2 separate regions of the Sus scrofa genome follow, and region 2 is linked to region 1. A link is a contact called in public HiChIP or PLAC-seq data. All regions are on one chromosome and are shown on one strand. The core of a region is the stretch at or near the end of the contact, and the rest is flanking DNA. Distances in the headings are between cores, read along the strand shown.

Evidence for each region. HiChIP or PLAC-seq counts read pairs in DNA pulled down with a chosen protein or histone mark.
Region 2: a contact with region 1 is called in an H3K27ac HiChIP or PLAC-seq map of alveolar macrophages. The contact joins the promoter of CELSR3 here to the promoter of TREX1 in region 1. A contact is called at or near these places in 2 of 5 promoter capture datasets (fetal skeletal muscle and liver), 2 of 47 Hi-C or Micro-C datasets (embryonic fibroblasts and heart right ventricle) and 1 of 2 datasets of contacts at active chromatin or transcription factors (alveolar macrophages).

Annotation. Positions count from the first base shown.
Region 1 is chr13:31,175,563-31,181,983 of Sscrofa11.1, forward strand. It overlaps TREX1 (three-prime repair exonuclease 1), which reads left to right and starts at 2,042. Exons shown (of 2, transcript XM_021070629.1): 1 at 2,042-2,122; 2 at 2,330-5,202. The coding sequence starts at 4,048. The coding sequence ends at 4,992. It overlaps ATRIP (ATR-interacting protein), which reads left to right. Exons shown (of 13, transcript XM_005669525.3): 9 at 1,199-1,335; 10 at 1,497-1,588; 11 at 2,042-2,122; 12 at 2,330-2,582; 13 at 2,992-3,154. The coding sequence ends at 3,059. It overlaps SHISA5 (protein shisa-5), which reads right to left. Exons shown (of 6, transcript XM_021070633.1): 6 at 5,282-6,421. The coding sequence ends at 6,369.
Region 2 is chr13:31,352,583-31,358,738 of Sscrofa11.1, forward strand. CELSR3 (cadherin EGF LAG seven-pass G-type receptor 3) reads right to left here and starts at 4,792. Exons shown (of 36, transcript XM_021070639.1): 1 at 968-4,792. The coding sequence starts at 4,688.

The sequences.
Region 1 (6,421 bases), core at 792-3,291:
GCTGCCACCCTACACCACAGCCACAGCTACACCGGATGCAAGCCACATCTGCAATCTACACACAGCTTGCAGCAATGCCTGATCCTTAGCAAAATGAGTGAGGCCAGGGTTCAAACCCCTACCCTCACAGAGACTGTGTTGGGTACTTAACCCGCTGAGCCACAAAGGGAACTCCTGCTGGGAGTTTCTTAATCACAGATTCAATTTCAGTACTTGCCTTTGTATGCCAGCAGTACACTCCCCTCTTGTTACCCAGGGGCCAGGGACCAGCTAGTCCCAGGGTAGGTTCTGACCTGTTTGCAGACTCAGTTCTGCAGGATGCAGGATCATATTTTCTTGTTTAGAGTGTCTGCCTCCAGGTGAGTGAAGCTTATCTAGAGGCTTGTGCAGGCTTCCCCATGGGAGTGCAGCTCCTGATGGGTGGAGCTGGGTCTTGGCCCTCAGGTGGGGCAGGGCTTTGTCAAGGGGTGTGTCTAGAGGTGGCTGTGGGCCCAGGAAGTCTTTTTTTTTTTTTTTTGGCTACCCTGAGGCATACGAAGTTCCCAGACCAAGGACCAGATCTGAGCAACAGTGGTGACCAATACCGCAGTTGCAGCAATCTGGATCCTTTAACCCACTGTGCAGGGCCAGGGATCAAATCTGTGTCCTGGCACTGGAGAGACACCACCAACCCCATTGCACCACAGTGGGAACTCCTCAGAAAGTCTTTAGGCAGCCTGTCTACTAATGGGTGGGGCTGCATTCCCAGGCGGTGGGTTGGCTAGCCTCATAAGATCCAGCCATAGCCAAGGCTCCATCACTGCTGAAGCCTGGCTCATTCTTTGGTGGTATCCCAGGACATTTCTCTCACACCCAAGTTAAGACCTGCCTCCTATTTGGGAGCAGAGCCTCCCAGGAGCAATATGGAGGCCAGGCACCCCAGGTCCAAGGAGGCATCCTGAAATACAAATGCTGGACAGCACTGTCAGCTAAGGACCTGTCATCTCCAAGCCACAGCAGTCCTGCAGTGGAGGGTGGTACCCACTTGGTCACATAAAATGAGTATCCGCAAGTAGGCTGCCATTTGAACCCAGATCTTTCTGAATCAAGTTTTCTCTTTGCACTGGCCTCTTGGAAGTTCCTGTTAACCTCCAGTAAAAAGTGAGGGTGAGTTATGGGAGTGGGTCGGAGGTGTCACATCTCTCTGGGCCCGTTTCAGGTTCCAGTGCGTGTTCCGGGTGCTGCCCCAGTGCCTGCGCCCAGAGACACCCCTGCCTGGTGTGCTACTGACTGTTGAGCTCCTGTCCCTCCTGGCGGACCATGAGAAGCTCGCCCCTCAGCTCTGTTCCCACTCAGGTAAAAGTAGGCCTGGGGTGTACGTCTAGGCTGCTCCTGCAAGTTGCAGTGAAGGGTGGTGGCAGGGACAGGTCAGGGGCCTCCTGAGGGCTTCTGCAGCTTGTACCCAGGTGCTGGGTAGGGAGGGGAACCCTGAATGACAGGTGGGACATCCTTTCCAGAAGGCTGCCTCCTCCTCCTCCTGTACATGTACATCACGTCAAGGCCTGACAAAGCAGCCTCGGAGACACAGTGGCTTCAGCTGGAACAAGAGGTAAAACTACTAGAGCCCCTTCTGTGGCCTGCTCACCACCCCACTCCAGAGCCACTTTTCCTCCTTCTGGGAACAAAGGGAGCTTTAATTCATTTTGGTAATGAGTTCAGCCACTAACAAGGTAAACTCACTTGGGGAGCTCCATACAACACAGATCCAGTACAGGCGGACTTCTGGGGATCCTGGGACTTAGCAGGGTTGCCTGATAACTGATGCTCCCCTGGTTTGGGGGCCTGGTGGCTGGAGGTAGCCTGGAACGAGGTGGGTCACTGGTGAGACACAGGTGTTGGCAAGCCTCTCCTGGGAAGGCCTCACAATACTACCACCTCTAGGATCCTTAGTGCAGAGGAGCAGTTGCTGAGACAACCGGAGCTCTTAGAGAAGCTTGAGAAAGCTCTCACTGACCAAGGTCCTGTTCTGCCATGGATGGAACAGAATCTCTTCCTGTTCTAGGCCGTGTGGCTCCTGGCTAAGCTTGGTGTCCAGAGCCCCTCTTCCCCAGTTACCGGCTCCAGCTGTCAGTGCAACGTGGAGGTGAGTGCCAGGGACAAGCAGGGGCAACAGCGGTTGGCTCTGTTGGTGGGTGAGGGGGCCCCGCGCAAGGATCTGTGCTCTTCCCCAGGATTAGAGCACCGCTCAGAACCTTCCTCACCTGGGGGGCAAGGAAAGGGGCTGCCCAGCTGAGCAGGTTGTTAGGGCACAGCGACCAGAAGGCCTGACCTCAGCCTGCCCCTGTCCCAGGTGGTCAGAGCACTCACCGTGATGCTGCACAGACAGTGGCTGACGGTGCAGAGGGCGGGGGCGCTCCCGAGGACTGACCAGCAGAAGCGGACAGTGCGGTGTCTGCGGGACACAGTGCTGCTGCTGCACAGCCTGTCCCAGAAGGACAAGCTCTTCACTGTGCACTGCGTGGAGGTCCTGCATCAGTACGACCAGGTGATGCCAGGGGTCAGCTTGCTGATTCGAGGGCTTCCTGACGTGACAGACTGTGAAGGTGAGCCGGCAAGACGGCCCCTCCCTGCCCAGCCCACGTTTGGGGTTTGCCCTGGAGTCTATGGGCAGGTCAGCCCTCCCCACCTTAGGTCAGCAGCCCTCCGTGCTCACGGCCTTTGCCAGCACTGGGGCCATTCTTGTCTTCCTGCTCCGGTTCTTCTCTGAGTATTATCAGCCTGCCTTTTGCTCCTATCTGTTGAATCAGCCTGGCAGAACCACGGTTTTTCCAGAAACATCCCTGTCTGAATTGCCTTTGTATCACTTTGCTTGCAGTAGCTGAGGGAGCAAGGCCTGGGCATGGAAGGGACTGGTTAGTTCCTGTGGGCCTGGGTGTGGGAGGAGAGGTGGACTTGCTGCAGTCCCAGCGCCTTTAGGCCTTGGCCACAGAACCTTCTTCTCTTTTGGCTCAGAGGCAGCCCTGGATGACCTCTGCGCCACAGAGCCCGATGTGGACGACCCTGAGATGGACTGTGGCTGAGGCCGGGTGAACATCGAGCCACATGGTGGCACCAGCGCCACTCATTTCCTTACCTCATCCACTGATTAAAAGCAGTGACTGGCTGTTTGAGAACATACCAGCCTTTGTTTCCTGAGTCTGATGTGTGTCAGCTGATTGGGAGGGACAGAGTAGGAGCGGGATCCAAGGAAACTGGGATCCTTCTTACTGTCCCTGGAGGGAGCTGAGATCCAGCCCCTTGGTGATGAATCTGCTCTGAGGAAGCAGCCCTGCTCTGCCCTGCCTGTGGAATTGCCCTGAGTCATCGCATTGGGCTGAGGCCATGGTTAGAAACCATTGTGTGGCAGAGAAGGAGGCAGCCCTTCAGCCCAGGCCTAAACCAGGGAGGCCTGGGAAAGTGGGGCCAAGGGGTGGGTACAAACGCCATGGCAGGGGCTCCCGGCAGGCTTGAGTCCTGGAGCTCGCCTTCCCGGATAGCCCTGTCCCCTGCTGTCCAGGGGTCCTGGTGCACTGTGCCAGACAGAGATCTGAGAAGGCCTTTGAGGCAGTACTGTGGGTGCCTGGGGAGGGAACGGGTGTTGGCAAGAGGGACAGCCCAGCAGGCTGACGAGCAGGGGCGGGCTTTGCTCACACCAGCTCCTGGGCGGGCTCAGGCCCAGTTTCACTTCCCGCCACTGCTGCCAGCAGCAAGAACCAGCCAGAGAGCATTCACCCTGAGTCATTGCTGCCTGCCTGCTGTTCGGTGAGGACCCCCAAGGGGATGGGGTAGGGTGGGAGGGCTGTGGGTACCTGCTCCCCCACACACACCAGGCTAAGTGGGTTCTAGGGGAGGAGCCAAACCTTCCCCTGATCAGATAGCTGAGTATGCTGATCCCACAAAGGAAGCCACCGCACCTTCTCTGGCTTCCTGCCCACCCACCCCCTACCCTCCTTTCCTCTTATCACTGGGCACTCACCCTCCCCACCCCCACCCCATGCTCCTCCCCAGGCTCAGCGCCAGATACCTACCATGGGCTCGCAGGCCCTGCCCCAGGCTCCCGTGCAGACCCTCATCTTCTTGGACCTGGAGGCCACTGGCCTGCCCTTCTCCCAGCCCAAGGTCACGGAGCTATGCCTGCTAGCTGTCCATAGATGTGCCCTGGAGAGCCTTCCCATCCCACAGGGGCCTTCTCCCACGGTGCCACCGCCACCTCGGGTGCTGGACAAGCTCTCCCTGTGCGTGGCTCCAGGGAAGGCCTGCAGCCCTGCAGCCAGCGAGATCACTGGCCTGAGCACAGCTGTACTGGCTGCACATGGGCGTCAGTACTTCGATGCCAACCTGGCCAATCTCCTCCGAGCCTTCCTGCAGCGCCAGCCACAGCCCTCGTGCCTCGTGGCACACAACGGTGACCGCTACGACTTCCCCCTGCTCCAGGCAGAGCTGGCCATGCTGGGCCTTGCCAGTGCTTTGGATGACACCTTCTGTGTGGATAGTATTGCAGCCTTGAAGGCCCTGGAGCAAGCTGACGGCTCCTCGGAGCACGGCCCAAGGAAGAGCTACAGTCTGGGCAGCATCTATACACGCCTGTATGGCCAGGCTCCACCAGACTCACACACGGCTGAGGGTGATGTCCTAGCCCTGCTCAGCATCTGTCAGTGGAGGCCACGGGCCTTGCTACGGTGGGTAGATGTTCATGCCAGGCCTTTCAGCACCGTCAAGCCGATGTACGTGGTCACAGCCTCTACTGGAACCAACCCAAGGCCATCTGCTGCCAAGGCCACTGTACTCCTGGCCAAAGCCAGGAACACCAGCCCCAACCTTGGTGGGGACAGAAGCCCCAAGCCCCTTTCTCCAATGAAGAGCCCTGGAACCCCACCCAGGGAGGGACTGCTGGCCCCACTGGGCCTGCTGGCCTTCCTGACCTTGGCAGTAGCCACACTGTATGGGCTGTCCATAGCCATACCTGGGCATTAGGCCAAGGAAGGGCTGACTAATAAAGACCCTCTCACAGCGCTGAGTGATCACTCACCTCTATGCTCCGTGGCAGCCTTAGAGCCTCCTGCACTTCTGCCCACACTCAGAGACCTGGGGCCAGGACACAGAAAGTGGCAGTCCTTGTTATCACCCTTCATAGCAGGATGATGAGACGTCTGAGCCCAATAAAAGTGAGGGAAATGAACTCCAAATATTGGATGGAAATGGTTGGTACCTGGCCTAATACACAATCCCAGCAGCCAAGGCCACAAAACAGGGGGACAGCAGATCCAAATACTTGCATTTATTATAAACAAGGGTGCAGACTCTAGATTCTCAAAAACACACGAACAGGTACAAAGCTACAATGTGGTAAGACATTATAGAGGAGAGGGAACACCGAGGTATTGTGTCTGGGCCAAAGCAGCCACCCAGGGCCCCTTCCACCTTTGGTCCAGATGACCCCTTGGCCCAGGTGTCCCCACTGCCAGGACAGACTGTGGACTGGGGTACAGGAGCTGGACAGTCTGTGAGGCTGGTGCTGGGGAAGCAGGGGCTATCACGCTAGACAGTCTCTCTCCTCTGGGGCAATTTCTCTCTAGGACCCAGGGGTTTCAGCCTCACAGCAATTATAACACACACTTTGAAACAAAGCAGGTAAAATGTTTAGCTCAAAAAACACTGCAGGGATGACACCTGAGTGTGTAGGTAGACAGAGGCCAGCCTGTGCATCTGTGGCGGGAGTCAGGGCAGCCAGAACCATGGGTAAATGTGGCTTTCCAGGTGGTCCCAGGAAGGATGCAAGAGTCCAGGCAGAGAGTGCTCGAGGGAGGGTGCGGCTCTGCCTGAGATGTTTTGATATCAGGAGGCTGCCCTCCCTCCAATGGGCAAGGCACAGGCTGTGGGAGCTGTGGGCTGTCTGCCACAAGGGTTGAAACCCACCTCTGGCTGGCTCCCAAGCCTCACCTCACCCACTTTGCATCACGGCTCTGGTTCTTTGAAGGCAAGTCTGGGGACAAGCCATGGCCTTGAGCAGTGGCCAGCATTCCTCAGAAACTGGAACACGGGTGCACTGTGCCCACAAAAAGCTGTGCTATCCTAGTGTGACAACCCCCATTTGGCCTCCCTGGGCTGTCTGGAAGAGAACCATTCTTTCAGTTTTGCTTGAGATTTCAGAAGCATAATTTCAAGTCAGGAAGGGAACAAGCTATGGTCCCAATTAACTCTGGGAAGGATTGTCCCCCACCCCTCACAAGAAACTTCGTGTACAAATAGGACACACACACCACGCACGGGAAGAAACAAGACCGTGCCTGCATACCCATTCACATACACACATGACAGATCAAGTGGCAGCCAGAGATGCAAAGGTGTGCTCAGGGAGCTGCCTTCGGGGGATCCACGTAGGCCGGATTGTAAGGAGGCTGAC
Region 2 (6,156 bases), core at 3,542-6,041, 180 kb after region 1:
ACTGCATCTCCTAGAACCATAGGTTAGCAACCTCTCTCCCTCCAGGAGGGTCTTGGCCCCTGACTTCCTCCTCAGTATTCTTGGATCAGCAAGCTGTCCATCACCCCAGACTTGGGTCCTGCAATTTCAGTGGCCACCCCTAGAACTGACGATGAGGTGCTTATATGCCTTGTCCCCAGCCCCCAGCACACAGTGGGTGGCCAATAAAGTTGGTTATCCAGTGAATTAAGGGATGAATGAAGACCTGCCTTCTTTGGCAGTGCCAGGAATTCATGCTCCAGAATTGGAGAATGAGCGCTGGTAAAGTCTGTCTCATCTCCCAAGCCATGCAGTTTCCAATAGGCAGAACTACAAGAACCTCTCCTGCCTTCACCCTCCTATGAGGGAGCAGTTTGTGAAGCCTGGGGCCATGGCCACGGAAAAGAGAAAGGTAGCCCTCTGGACATTTTCCCAAAGGGCAGGGCCTTAGCTCCTTTGATGGCAGCCAGGCCGATGTGAGTCTGCTTTCTGCCTAAAGCTGCCAGAGTAAGCTGCTGTTTCTGACCACTCAGTTATTGGCCTCCGTCTCCTCCATGGATGGGTCGAGTTCGACTGGAATCAAAGTAACCCTTCACTTGAACAAAGGTATGGTGCGGACTGACTGGCCTATGCTGGCTTTTCCTGGGACCTCCAGCCTTTTAGAGGGAGGGAGGCTAACCCTAGAGTAGCAAGCAGACAGTTCTTTACAGTCTTTACGGGGTCTGCTAATGCCCTGAATCTTTGGGGTTCTGTACAGACTGCCCAAGACCCTAAGCAGAGACTATATGAACTTAACCTGTGAGGTCTATGGCAGATCCTGTAGGGTGCAGGAATCTAGCACTTAAGGGATTCTTGGAAGGCTTGGAAATCCCTCTTTGGTTTGAGGTGCCTAGTGGAGCCCCTGACGGTCCGAGGTCACTGGCTCACTTGATTAACCCCCACCTCTCACCTGTGACAGTCACCAACATGGAGGCCACCAGTGGGCGATTGTTGTCTAGCTTGCGGCTGAGTCGAAGCTCCCCACTGGTCTGGTTGACCACCAGCAGCTGCAGCTCATTGCCCCGCTCAAAGGAGTAAAAGAGGTGGTCAGAGACATCAGGATCATAAGCTGGGATGCGCCCAATGATGCCTGAGGGGAAGGTATCTGAACGGTTGGATACATAGTTGTTGAAAAGGATCTGGAAGTTGTTGAGCACAGGGCTATTGTCATTCTGGTCGACCAGGCGGACATGCACAGTGGCCCGACTGACCAGAGGGGCTGATGTAGCCTGTACAACAATCACATACTCCTGGCGAGCTTCATAGTCCAGGTCAATGAGTGCTGTCAACTCTCCAGAGAAAATGTCCATTTGGAACAGTTCAGGGATGTTCCCTTCCACAATCTGGTACATTATATGGGCATTGGGGCCTTCATCAGGGTCTACTGCAGTGATTTGGGCCACAACTGAGCCCACAATGCTGTTTTCCTTCACTCGCACCTCAAATTCCTCAGCCGGGAAGACTGGTGCATTGTCATTAACATCCTGCACCGTCACCTGAATGCTAACTGGAGTCCGAAGTGGGGGCACACCTCGGTCCACTGCATAGGCAGTCAGTTCATACACTGGCACTGCCTCCCGATCCAGCCACCTCACTGTGCGGACAATGCCAGAGGTGGGCTCAATGGTAAAATCTCCATCTCCATCTTCCCCATTCTGGAAAGTGTACTGGACTCGGCCATTGACATGAGCATCCCGGTCAGTGGCTGAGATCTGGAGGACACTGGTGAAAGGTGGGGCATCCTCAGAGACCAGCCCTGTGTAGTGGGAGGCCACAAACTGTGGAGCATTATCATTCACATCATTGACCATCACCTCCACATAAGTAGTGTCTGCCTTCTGTGGGATGCCATTGTCCCGAGCTGTAATAGCCAGTGTATAGGTCACCTGGTCCTCATAGTCCAGTGGGGCTTGCAGTGTGATAGCCCCTGAGTCTGCATCAATGCGGAACTGGGGCAAGTTGTCCTCTAGGAGGTAAGTGATACGAGCATTCTCACCCACATCATCATCAGAAGCACTGATGACCACCACAGTGCTACCCACTGGCTGGTCCTCATTCACCTTCACTGAGTAGTGGGCACTTTGAAAGACAGGCCGGTGAGTGTTGGCATCTGTGATGTTGATGTGCACATAGCAGTGATCATGAAGGGCACGGTCAGATGCAGTTAGCACCAGCTTGAAGTAGCGTTCCTGCTTGTAGTCCAGTGGTAGGGCCAGTGTCACCAGACCCACACCCCCCTGGGTGCTGATGGCAAAGCGATTCCTAGTGTTGCCTCCTGTGATCTGGTAGCTGATGGCACTGTTGGCATCACGATCTACAGCAGTAACGCTGACCACACTGGTGCCCACAGTCGCGTCCTCATTCAGCCGTAGGTGGTACTCCTTCATTGTGAACTCAGGCCGATTGTCATTAACATCCAGCACAGTCACTGTGACGCTGGCTGAGGCTGAGAGTGGGGGTGAGCCGTGGTCTCTAGCCTCCACACCAAAGAAGTAATGCTCCACAGACTCACGGTCCAGGGGACCACTCACAGAGACCCAGCCAGTGGCACTGTTTATCACAAAGGGTGTATCAGGTGCCACACCAGTTAGGGAATACTCCAATCTGGCATTCTCCCCATGGTCTGCATCCACTGCCTGAATGTGGATGACTGAGTGGCCCAGGGGCGCATTTTCCAGGACAGAGACCTGGAAGGGTGTGCTGACAAAGATAGGAGTATGGTCATTGATGTCCACCACCTGGATGCTGGCCAGGCCTGTGTTATTGGACAGCGGTGGGCGGCCAGCATCCTGAGCCCGGATGCGCAAAGCATACTCTCTCTCTGCCTCAAAGTCCAGAGGTGCCACCACCTGGATCTCACCTGTGAGGCTGTCGATGGCAAAGTGGCCGCGGCTGTTGCCACTGATGATGTTGTAGTGCACCAGTCCATTGGCATCCTTGTCTCGGTCAGTGGCCGTGACTCGTAGGACCACCGTATGGGGCCGCACATCCTCGCGCACCTGTGCCACGTAGCGCTTCTCGCTAAACTGGGGCGCGTTGTCGTTCTCGTCCAGCACGGTTATGTGCACACGCACGGTGGCTGACCGCGGCCCAGGCTCTTGGCCCTGGTCGCTAGCCTCTACCACCAGCTCGTAGCTTTCCATATGCTCTCGGTCCACGCGACCACTGGTGCTGATGAGGCCCGAGCGAGGATCAATTTCGAAGGCGGCAGCGGCTGCAGCGCGCGCAGCCGGGGGCCCCACGAAGCGGTAACGCAGGTTGGCGTTGGGGGGCGCGTCACCGTCTGTGGCACGCAACTGAAGGATGGGGTAGCCCTCCTCCACATTCTCACGAAGCGTCTCCCGGTATTGCGCCTGCTCAAATACCGGCGCGTGGTCGTTGCGGTCGGTCACTGTAACGGCCACCATGGTGGTGGCCGAGAGGCGGGGCGAACCGTGATCCTGGGCTGTCACGCGCAGGTAGTGTCGATCCATACTTTCGCGATCCAGAGCGGCCTCTGTGCGGATGAGGCCGCTCTGCGGGTCGATGCTGAACAGCTCCAGAGAGCGGCTGTTCATGAGCGCAGCCAGCGAGTAGACCAGGCGCCCGGCCTCGCCTGCGTCCGGGTCCTGCGCCACAACGCGTAGAACCGCTGTACCTGCTGCCTCATTCTCGGGCACTAGCGCCTGGTAGTTGTACTGCGGAAACTGCGGGTGGTGGTTCGCGGCGCGACGGGGGCGGACTCTGCCAGCTGAGGGTATTCTCCACGCTCCAGGCCCTGCCGGGACCCCAGGGGGGCGCGGCCCGGGGCGCTGCGGGAGGAAGCGGCGGCGGAAGAGACCTCGGGAGCGCATGCGCTCTGGCATTGGCTCGGGAGCTGTCCGGGACACGCGCGGTGCTGAACCGGACGCGAGAGCTGTCCTCCCCGTGCGAGGTGCTGAATCCAGCACGGGACTAGATCCCACAGCCCCAGGAGGGCGGTCCGGTCGGGATGTCGCGGTTCTCTCGCTCTGACCTCTGCGTCCCGGCGCCCACAATTCCCCACAGCAGCGCGTGGTTCCCACTTTTTTGAGGGCGCCTCTCCCAGTATTCCTCTGGGAGAATACCGGCTGGGAACCACGGGTCCGAACCAGAAAGTCCGAAGGGAAAGGAGAGCTGTTTTCCGGGCCCGGGACCCCTGGGGACAGAGCTTCTGGCGACAGGCTATCTCTTTGCAAGGGCCCTGTCCGCCTGCAAGAGGAGACCTCTGGGCGCCAGCATAACAGGGACCCTGGTCCTTGTCCAGTCTCCCGCCCGCGGCTGCCAACTGCCTGGACCCCGAATTCTGCTACCAGCCTCGGCTCCTCAGGGGGCCCTCGACCGTTTTGGGTGCTTTGCCTTCCCCCTTGGAGCCCCACGAAGACAGGTTCCTTGACTCCTAGGCCAGGCTTTCCATCCTCTCGGACCCCGGGAGGCTCGGGACAAAGAGCTAAGGCTCCGCCACCGATCCGCGCCCCTGGCCCCGTAGCGGCAGCTACCCCAGGGCCCCAGTCTTGGCCCCCGTCGCCCCCCAGCTCCTCCCGGCTAAGAGGGAACAAAGAGAGGAGGAGAAGGAACAGAAGTAGCGGGGTCATCGGCCCCCAGAGACCCCACCACGGCTGCCGCCTCGCCATCACCCCCGCTTCCCAACAAGGCCTCCGCCGTCTCCCGCCCGGGTCCAGGCCTTGGGCCCGCCTCACTGCTCTGGCCCCTACCCGGGCCCCTGCCGCCGCCCTGGTCTCCCGCCTCTCGGCTTGTCGTTCCGCGCCACCGCCACCCTCTGGGCACCATCTACTCCGCGGCCAGAGCCTCTTTGGCTTGCGGCGCCGGCTTTTGCCGCCCCCACCACAGCATCCCCGACGCTGCTGCCGCCTCCCGCCGCTCCAACATGGCTCCCGGCCCCTTCGATGGTTCGTTCCACCTCCGCCCCGAAGCCCCAAATCCGGTGGTACAGGCCGTCGCGCATGGCAGCTCTGGATAACGAAGTTGTTGCCGCCATCTTTATTGAGGGCGGAGTCTGAGTGCTGCCCACGGTGCTGAACCGCACGCAGAGATGCACAGCCCCTCGTTCTACTCTCTTCCTTGTAGACACCGCCCACACCCGTCTCCCTCCCTCCAAGGTGCTGTCCAAGCTCCGTCTTCTAGCTTCTGCTTGCGGATTTCTTGTCCCCCATTCAGGAGCACTAGTTCTGAACTCTGTCCCGGATTTTGGTATGAAAATTTGGTGCCCAGGACGTGCAGAGAGAGAGCGTTCTCAGGACTCTGGGGCGGGGATGATACCACGTGGAATCCTGCAGTTGGGGGGAGTGTGAGGGGGACGATAGTTGGACTGGGCCTAGGGTGCCAGCAGTCCGAACAATAGCCTTAGCTGTTCGATCAGCAAGTTTTAACTCATGAAACATACTGGCACCATCTGCTTGTTTGCAGCACCACAAAGGAGCAAAGTAGGAGCAGAGGCCAAACTTTCCTGCCTTGCTGGCCCGCAGCAGTTTTCCGGGCTGTAGGCTCTTGGAAGCTACACCTGCCTCTCCAGGTCCCTAGTCTGGAGCGCTCTGAAATGCCACGTGGAACACAGCATTGCTTTATGGCTGCTAACCTGGCTTCCTCGGGTCCCCGCCCCTCGCCCTCTATGACTGTGTCCCTTAACCCCTTGAAGAGACGAAAGCGAGCTAAATTCTGCCCGCGCTGTGCAAGTCTGGGCGCAGGTCGGGCCAGGCTAGCCAATGGACAGACGCGGTGCAATGTACGTCACAGAAGGCGAACGGCTGCAGAAGGAGGGGGTGAACGCAGAGCGTTCCAATCAGAAAGCCACTGTTTCTATTGGCACAATGGGTGGCTCCGCCCCCATGGCGAACTCATTGTCTGGGCGGGAAGAGACTCCCCGGGTTCCAGAATAGCCCAGAGATAATCCAGGAGGTTTATACCGACCAGCCTGAAAAGGCAGCAGCGACCATGGGTCGCGGCGACACGGGCGGAGAGAGCGGGCGTGCCTGGACGGGGGAGGGCTTTAGGGCTGGAGCCCAGAAGGCACCAAGGGGCGCGGCTCCTGCTTGGAATCAGCAGAAAACTCCTTGGCTAAGGCCTCTGGTCCGCCCCAAGCAG